Linked DNA regions of Mus musculus: regions 1 and 2 are each linked to region 3. A link is a contact called in public HiChIP or PLAC-seq and promoter capture Hi-C data. All regions are on one chromosome and are shown on one strand. Each heading gives the region's core, a stretch centred on a gene start, on an enhancer-like site or on the middle of the called end of the contact. The rest is flanking DNA. Distances are from core to core; before and after follow the strand shown. Region 1 holds the start of Csrnp1 (cysteine-serine-rich nuclear protein 1). Region 2 overlaps Gm33800 (a long non-coding RNA gene). Region 3 holds the start of Acaa1a (acetyl-Coenzyme A acyltransferase 1A).

Region 1 (2,786 bases), core at 112-2,611, 640 kb before region 3:
AATGGGGTTTAAACTTAGAGCTTTTCACATGCTGAGAAAGTGCCCTACCATTGAGCTACATGCTTCTTCAGCTAGCCCTGTAGACTATTTCCTGAGCAGACTCAGCCACCCGGCAGCTTCTGTGTACCAAAGCTGTGTGTTGAGGATCTCAGACCCCAGATTACCACAGATAAAGGGCAGGCTGACTCCCCCACCCCCACTCTGCTTGTCCTCTGTACACATGTACATCCAGGACTGAAGACTGAAGAAAGGGCCCGTCATCCTCCCCACCCTCGGTGCCATTTAGGCAGGACAGAAGGTCACCTCCCTACTACACCCGGGGGAGGGGAGAATGGAATCCTGAGGGTTGGACTAGCCACTGACAGCATTCATCTAGGACAGTCAGAAGAACCCAGAATGCAGCGGGAGCGGGGCTGGGAGGGGGAGGGTCGAGCTTCCACGAAGGCTTCCAGGAGGAGGAGGCAGTCCTTGCTGAGCCATCCTAGACGTTGTTGGGATTCCCTCAGGTGAGCAGAGTGAGGGTGAAACGTTCCAGGCGGTGCAGTCAGAACGGGAGAGAAAAGCGCTCTAGGTACTGGGTCGAACTGGCCCTGCCGTGGGCTGACGAGGACTCGGGTGGGCTCCTGAGAGAGAAGTTGACTGCTAGAACACACTTTCTTCTGCCTAGTAGTACAGGGAGTTGGCTGCGAGCCTAAGGAAGGTCTTGGCGGGAGCAGAGGAGGCAGCAATCCGCTGTAAGTAGCCAGGGTCCGGCCTAGGAGAAACCAGATTCTTTTTTTTTTTTTTTTTAAGGAGGGATGGGGGTGGGGAAGCTGGTTCCAGCAATCTCTACTTTAGGTATTGTTCGGAGTAAGGGCTCTGGCCCGAGGGCAGAGGTGAAGGCCAGGCCCTAGGATGACCTTTTCTTCTCTCCTCATCCCTGGCTGGTCTCCAGTCTGAGCTAACTTTCTGCGGGATCTGGGAAAAAGAGGTGGGGTGAGGGCCGGGGAAGGGTCCTCAGATTGAATTGATAATAATCTGCCCTGGGCGGGTGGAGGCAGGGGAGGAGCTTCCATCGCTCGCAGCCTCAGTCTACCCAGTCTGCAGCTCGGGACTGCTCGGCGTGGAGAAGCGGGCATCTCTAGGACCCGGCTCTGCACGAAGCTCGGCTCCGCGATCTTAGGAGCCGAGCGCGGAGCAGCGGCGTCGCGGCCCGGTCACAGTCCGCGGGGAGGCTCGAGGCGGGGGAGGGGGCGGTGCCTCCGGGGCGGGGCCGAAGGCTGCGGGCTGCGGGGCGGCCTGGCGGGAGGCCCGGCGTGCGTCAGCGCCGTGAGCCCCGGAGTTTTCCACTGACGAGGAGGGCGGAGCCGCGGGCGGGGCCGGGGCTGAGCCAGTCTCTCCCGCCGCCGCCGGACGCGCAGACCTGGGCCGGCTGCACCGACGGCCGCCCGGCCGAGCGCACTGCGGGTCGCTGTGTGCGCTGCGACCCTGGGGCCGGCACACGAGTGGCTTCGGTGAACTGGGCGAGCCCTGCTAGCTTAGGTGAGTGCCACGGTTCCTGAACGCGGCGGGATGGGAAATGGGGCAGGGGGCGTCTCGGGTGAGTGGCGCTGTCACTCCAGCTCCCCGCTGATCTCCCTTGGGTCCTCCGGAGGGGACGCCGGGATCCGGCCTCCGAGCCCGACTGGAGATCTGGCGCCTGGAGTGAGAGCCCACGGCTGCGAGGTGGCGGGGGGGGGGCAGGCTTCCCCTCCCCCGCCTCGTTGTGGTTACCCCAGATGTCCAGGCGCCCCAAAGCCGGGCGCAGGTGGCAGTGGGACGGGGCGCGCGTGCCCGCGGGTGAGTTTCCTTTTGACCTAGTTGCCTGAGAACTTTTCAGAAGTTACTCGCGTGGCCGGGGCAGGTGACATTGGTCGTCTTCCTCCTCGGGCTCCCTAGGGGGAGGGTGCCCGAGCTGCGGCGTGTGCCGGGCGCCCTCGGCAGGCGGGGGTCAGGGAGGGTTTGGAGGGATGAGTGAGGAATGAGCGAGGCTTGGTGAGTCACGGACCCCGGGAGGGAGGCGGGGGGGAGAAGGATTGTGTCGTATGTTCACCTGTCACCGTCACACTCAGAGGCCACTGCCGTGAGTCACCGGGGCGCAGCTACACCGACCACCCGCGGGCACACGTAGGCTCTCTCCCACGCACCTCTACTCCCTCTTCTGCATGCATTTCCTCTCCTTCCTCAGTTTCCCCTTCCCGGAGGTCCTTTCGCCTTCATGTACTGTAGAAAAGCCTACACCACAGCAACGGCCACACACTTAGTCACTCGGGTTGCCGATACAGTCACTCCCAGATGTAGCCCACCTTCCTGACAACAGAGAATTCCTCCCTCCTCTCTAGCTACCCACCCAACATCTCTGGACCGAAGTCTCAGCCTTCTGCAGAGAGTAAGTCAATACTCTCTGCCCCCAAATCTTTGACAGCCCCGCCCACATCTCCCGAGCTGTCACCAAATCCACCCCCTTTTCTCCTTTGCGCTTGTCCTGTCAGTTCACCTGGCCCTACCCTGTGTCCTACGGGTCACACCCTCTCTGGCTCAGGCGCTGAGCCATCTTTCAACCATGCAAATCTAGAATTGTCAGTCCTTACTTACGCACTTGGGTGGCTTCCTGTGCCCTCGGGCTAACACAGGCCCTCTTAGTTGCATCGCCACCAGAAGGCGCACTGGCTGTCCTTGCTCCAGTCCCTGTACCATGCAGTGTGACCCCCCCCCCCCAATCTGGAACTCTGCCAACATCCCTCCTTCAGAGGAGCCTGCCTCGTCCC
Region 2 (2,717 bases), core at 166-2,665, 660 kb before region 3:
TGTCTGAAGACAGCTACAGTGTACTTACATATAATAAATAAATAAATCTTAAAAAAAATGTTTAAAAAAAACAAAAAAATCTGTAGAACAAGGGTACAAGTGAACTTTTAGACAAAAGAAAATCAATCTCCCTCTCTCTGTCTCTCTCTGTTTCTCTCTGTCTTTCTCTCTCTCTGTCTCTCTGTCACTCTGTTTCTCTCTGTCTCTCCCTGTCTCTGTCTCTCTGTCTCTGTCTCTCTCCCCCTCTGTCTCTCTCCCCTCTCTCTCCTTCTCTCTCTGTCTTTCTCTGTCTCTCTCTGTCTCTCTTTCCTCTCTGTCTCTCTCCCTCTCTCTCTGTCTTTGTCTCTCTCTGTCTCTCTCTCTCTCTGTCCTTTGTTCTGTTTACCTGGGACAAAGTCTTGCTCTGAAGTTCTAGCTAAAATAAAACTCATTTTATAGACCAAACTGGCTTTGGATTTGCAATAGTCCCCCTGCCTCAGCCTCCTGAGGGCTGAGATTTAAGGGGTGAGCCACCAGGCCCAGTAAAGAAAGTGATCGTTTTAGAGACAGAGTCTCACGTAGCCCAGGCAGGCTTCAAACTTGCTTTGTCACTAAGGATGACCTTGCACTTCTGCCCCTCCTGCCTCTAGCTCCCCAGCGTTAGGGTCACGGGCTGTGCCACCCACCACGCTGGCTTATAATATGCTGGTGATCAAACCCAGGGCTTTGTAGATGCTAGGCAAAGCAGACTACCAACAGCACCATCTCTAGTCTCTAGAGAAAAATGGTTTAATATCTAGTATAATATATAATGTATAGCATTAAGATATTAATCTTTAATATATAGCATTAACAGCCAGGCAGTGATGGTGCACGCCTTTAATCCCAGCATTTGGGAGGCAGAGGCAGGCGGATTTCTGAGTAAGGCCAGCCTGGTCTACAGAGTGAGTTCCAGGACAGCCAGGGTTACACAGAGAAACCCTGTCTCTAAAAACAAACAAAAAAAAGTACATAAAGAAAGAGAGGGACCCCCATGACGCTGACGCCACGAGAGCCCAGGATCCTGGCTTTGCTTGGGTTGGACTCCACACCCCATTTTCCATCCACCTTTTATGGAAAGCTTGACCTGAAGACTCAACTCTGAGGCTCCTCTGAGGACTTCAGAGCCATCAGAAATGTCCATCTTTGGCCCCAGCCCCAACTTCCTGAAGTCCTATCACACTGTGGGGCACCCAAGCCACCGTTAGTGGTGGCTATTCGTGGATCCCTCCAAATCCACCTTACTCTTGTTCTCCTCTCAGTACACTCTCTCATCCACGACCACAGAGCAGACTTAAACACACCTAGCTAATTTCAAATGGCTCAGGCTCAACCTGGGGCTCCAAACTGCTAAGAGTAGCTGCATGGGCGGGCCCTCGAGTGCTCGCTGCGGGAGGGGCGGGTCCGAGGGCGGGTCCGGGTCGCACAGCAAAGTCTGCAAAGCTCCGCCTCGCCCAACCTCCTCCCCTGCTAGATTTCTTACGAAAAAGTGCGGCTGAGAATTCCCAGAAGGTTCCGGATGTGAAGTCACGGGCGTGAGGTCATCGAGAGCGGTTCCAGGAATCTGAAACTTGTGGGCGAGAAAGGAAAACTCAGAAGAAGGAAAGAGGGAGTATTGGGGGTGGGAGCCAGCTGTCTGAGCCCAGGCTTGTCCGCTGCCCGAACTTGGCTCCTCAAACCCCAGAAAAGATCACGCGTCACCCTGCCACTTATGAGAAAGGCCAGTTGAATGAAGAAAGCGGTACTCATCCGTATGAGCCAGGCATGAGCTAAAAGTCCGAGACGAGTAACACAAAAGGAGAGGGGCTGCCCGCGGGGTTGAGGAATAACTTGAAAATATGAGCATGTCCTTTGACCTAACAACTGTACGTGCAAGAATTTGTCCTTAAGCACACAACAGAAGGATAAATGCTGAGGTGGTTTGGGGCCAGAGATTGTTTAAAATATTGAAGACTTAGATAATCCCACTGTAAGGAGCTAATTTTAAAATACGGCATGGGAAATTAGCACTCCATATGTTGTGTTTGCAAGACAACTGGCTTACCGGTTTTCTTCTGCGTATTTGTTTGTTTTGAAGACAGGGTCTCATAGCCATGCCGACCTGAAACACTGTACATATATATAGCCCAGGCTGGCTTTGAACTCTCCACCCTCCTGCCTCTGCTTCCTGAGTGGATTACTTGCCAGATATCTAAGATACTTTATAGTGAAGCCCAAGAATGCCCTGCCAACATTTCCTCATCCTGTGCTGGTCTCGTTTATTTCTTCACTATTTAACAGTGTAAAGGACGGAGTTCGTAGTGTATGCTGGGGGTATAAGTATCAAGTTATATCCCACTGTAGTGTTTGGTTTGGTTTGGTTGAGACAGGACTTCCATGTGTAACTCTAGCTGTGAGATCGAAATCTTCCTGCTTCTGCCTTTAATATCAGCATACAGGTGGCAGAGGCAGTCACCAGTCTGTTCTACATATCAAGGTTCAGGCTAGCCTTGGCTATATAGTGAGGCCTGTCTCAAACAAAACAAGTACAGTGAGTAGTTTCAAGGTAGAGGACACCACACAGACACGGGTAGAGCTGTGAAGAGAGCAAAGGTCTGGTTCTCGAAGCCTATGGAGAGGGATAATCACACCACAGTAGCATGGGGAGAAGGGAAGACCAGGGACACAAGTTGACATCTGAGCAGAGACCAGAATGAGGT
Region 3 (2,700 bases), core at 114-2,613:
AGAGAAGAGACATTCCAGATCTTTCTTCCGGATCACTTTAGGGTTTTCCCAGGCTCATGTGAAACTATAAAAGTTCAGTGTGTGGAAAATAGGGAGACAGCTACCCAACAGCTTGTCATCCACCTGTCCAGTGATGGAGGGCCAGAGCATGCTCCTCTAAATCACAGGCTTGGGGGCAAGGGCTTGCCTGGTAACAGGAGAGACTCTAGAGTAAGAGACACTGTGCAGAGCCATGGGCAAAGGGAGTCTGCAACTGCTCACCTCCCCAAGTGTCCTCCGCCAAGCCCTGCGTTGCTGCAGGGACGAGGAACAGGCTGGCACCTCGGGACAAGACCGTGTCCTACTCTATGTTCTAGTTCAGGTAAAGCAGGGGTTAGGACAGGGTGGGGGTGAATCCATCTGCACCTGTAACCCAGGACACCATGTAGGTAGAGAACTGCGTTTTCTCACCTCCTGCAGTCTCCAGGAACATCTAGGCTTCTGTGGTGACCCCCAGCCATAAAGTTATTTTTCATTGCTACATCAGAACTGTAATTCCGCTACTGTTAAGTATCGTAATGTAGATATTTGTGTTTTCCGATGATCTTAGGCGAACCCTGTAAAAGGGTCCTTCAACCATCCCACTTAAATCGGTGGAGTCTGTAGTCTTGCTCAGTGAAACCCAGGTTCTCGGAGAGAAAGTGAAGCTTCGGGAGGAGGGCGGGGGAGGGCCGGTGCAGGACCCGCAGGGGAGCTCACCCACGGAGATGTCTCCCAGCTGCTCAGGCTTTAGCCTCACGTCCTGGAGAACCGCGGTCAACACGGCCGACAGAAGCTCGTCGGGGGTGGTGTTCTGCAGGGCGAGGCGCAGCAGCGGTGAGCCCAGCTCCCGCATCCCCGCCCGGGGACTCTGCGGTCACCGGACCCCCGACGGCAGAATTCCATCCGCGCTGGCCGCCTTCTGCTCCCCTCGCCCGCCCGAGGGGCCTCACCTTGAAGCCTCCACGGCTGGCGCGGCCGATGGGGGTGCGCCGTCCGTGCACCACCACCACGTCGGAGGCCGAGGCCTGCGGGAACCTAGCGGAGCAGGGCGCAGCTTGCAGCGCGGAGCTCGACTCGGGCCGGCCGGCCAGGTGGCCCAGCACTACCTGCAGCCGATGCATCGCGGAGGTGGGTCCTACCTACTCGTTTAGGTTCTGGGTGCAGAGCTTTAGGAACAGGAATGATGGCAGGCGCAGGCGCAGGCGCAGGCGCGGGCGCAGGCGCAGGACAGCCTTCTACGTCGCAAGGCCTGAAAGGGGATCACAACCCCGGTAGAATGATACTGCGAGAGGTAGGATGGGGTCTTTAGAGGGCCTGCCCACTCCTAGGTACAACCAATTAGATTAAGGGGAGTCTGATTGAGGGCCGCCCACTCACCCCTTGCCCCAGAGTCCCGCCCAACGCCCGTCCTAAGACGCTTTCTCTCCACTCAAAGCCCCGCCCGCCAATCCTACGGAAGCCAATCGTAATGCGCACTCTTAATCCTCCTTGAAAGGCAGACTGGAAACTTCCAAGTTTGCACAACCTTTTGTAGACATTGGGGAAGGAGGTTTCCCAAACTTCTGGTTTCCTAGGATGAACTCAGCCTCAAGGGAGTCCCTCCCCTTGAGCTCAGCGCGCAGCCGCGTAGAAGGCGGAGCCCGGCCCATGGCTTCTCTGCTGAGCTAGCCCGAGAAGACCCTTGTCTCCCATCAAAATTTGCTGTGCTCAGCCCCGGGTCCCAAAACCGAGAACTGAGGACCTAGAAAATGTTGAGGCACCTAGTTAAGCCCCAACCGGGTTGGCTGTCACAGAAGCTCTCTCAGAAAACAAAGTAATTTTGGGTTCCGGGCTGGTGTGAAGAACCGATTAAGGTGCTGAACGGCAGGCAGGTTCTAACTGTAACGTGCCCCACTCGTCTTAAGCCTGTTGATCTACGTTTGTTTGGGATAGTGCCATTAGTGCCCACATTCCCCTAGGAATTCTACTAAACCCGGGGATGGGGGTGGAGGGTGGAGGGAGACCCAGTATTGGAGATTGACACCTAAATAGATTAACCAAGTGAATTAACGAAAAAATCTTCCTTGGGTCTAGACCCAACGTTAAAGAGTAAGGTGGTAGGTTCCGCGTGTTTTTTGCAGACCCCGGGAAGGTAGTGCTGTTTGTCTCAGAAAACAAAGGACAAGATACCCTAAATGCCAATTTATGGGCAAGGTCGTGGGCTTTCCCCTTTAAAAAGCAGAGTCACAAGTGACATCAGATAGCTAAAGGTAGACTGAGCCTTCGGGTTACTACTTCCGAAGCCAGTCTGTCTCTTCCCTCCCTACTACCAGAATATAAATTACTGTACAGAAGGGCTGTAACTCCTTCAAGTCCTAAACAAGGCTGATTGAGCTAACCATGCATAATAACCACTACCAGATCGCCTAGTCCATCCACCTTGATCGGTGGGCCAAGGCAGATGCCAGAGGCGGTTTATATAAATTCTCACACCTTCGAGGGGAGGTGAGCAAACGTTAGAAGCACAAGTGGGTTGACTTTTAGGCTGGGTAGTTCTGGCCCCGTAGTCTAGATTCTAGCAAAGGGCGGAGCTTCTCGGAAAGCGAAAGAAGGAGGGGCTGGCAGGAGACTTAAGGGAAGTAGGAAACTCCACAGGCGAGCGTACTGGACGGCACCGGGGGCCCAGGGTTGCCTGCCATG

Evidence for each region. Promoter capture Hi-C pulls out the DNA fragments that hold promoters and counts their contacts. HiChIP or PLAC-seq counts read pairs in DNA pulled down with a chosen protein or histone mark.
Region 1: a promoter capture Hi-C map of liver shows a contact between it and region 3, with 4 times the contacts expected there. The contact joins the promoter of Csrnp1 here to the promoter of Acaa1a in region 3. A contact is called at or near these places in 1 of 39 promoter capture datasets (liver), 5 of 484 Hi-C or Micro-C datasets (CD4 T cells, the G1E-ER4 cell line, Th1 cells and 1 more), 4 of 115 datasets of contacts at active chromatin or transcription factors (bone marrow-derived macrophages, memory CD8 T cells, pancreatic cancer cells and 1 more) and 1 of 9 other capture datasets (pancreatic islet).
Region 2: a contact with region 3 is called in an H3K4me3 HiChIP or PLAC-seq map of bone marrow-derived macrophages, with 4 times the contacts expected there. The contact joins the enhancer-like site here to the promoter of Acaa1a in region 3. A contact is called at or near these places in 1 of 39 promoter capture datasets (neural stem cells), 2 of 484 Hi-C or Micro-C datasets (the G1E-ER4 cell line and embryonic stem cells), 2 of 115 datasets of contacts at active chromatin or transcription factors (bone marrow-derived macrophages and pancreatic cancer cells) and 1 of 9 other capture datasets (pancreatic islet).

The regions. Positions count from the first base shown.
Region 1 is chr9:119,982,354-119,985,139 of GRCm38.p6, reverse strand. It overlaps Csrnp1 (cysteine-serine-rich nuclear protein 1), which reads left to right and starts at 1,361. Exons shown (of 5, transcript NM_001357562.1): 1 at 1,361-1,521. It overlaps Gm33800 (a long non-coding RNA gene), which reads right to left and starts at 1,295. Exons shown (of 4, transcript XR_871355.3): 1 at 1-1,295.
Region 2 is chr9:120,001,004-120,003,720 of GRCm38.p6, reverse strand. It overlaps Gm33800 (a long non-coding RNA gene), which reads right to left. Exons shown (of 4, transcript XR_871355.3): 2 at 1,502-1,588. Among named protein-coding and RNA genes, the nearest start is that of Gm33800, 19 kb to the right of the region's middle. Within about 2 kb of position 1,415, at least 320 of the 459 cell types and tissues checked have an H3K27ac peak or open chromatin away from gene starts, as enhancers often do. A contact at or near this core is called in the G1E-ER4 cell line, bone marrow-derived macrophages, embryonic stem cells and 3 more, where this site is marked.
Region 3 is chr9:119,339,957-119,342,656 of GRCm38.p6, reverse strand. Acaa1a (acetyl-Coenzyme A acyltransferase 1A) reads right to left here and starts at 1,363. Exons shown (of 12, transcript NM_130864.3): 1 at 972-1,363; 2 at 739-832. The coding sequence starts at 1,142. Myd88 (myeloid differentiation primary response gene 88) reads left to right here and starts at 2,639. Exons shown (of 6, transcript NM_010851.3): 1 at 2,639-2,700. The coding sequence starts at 2,698.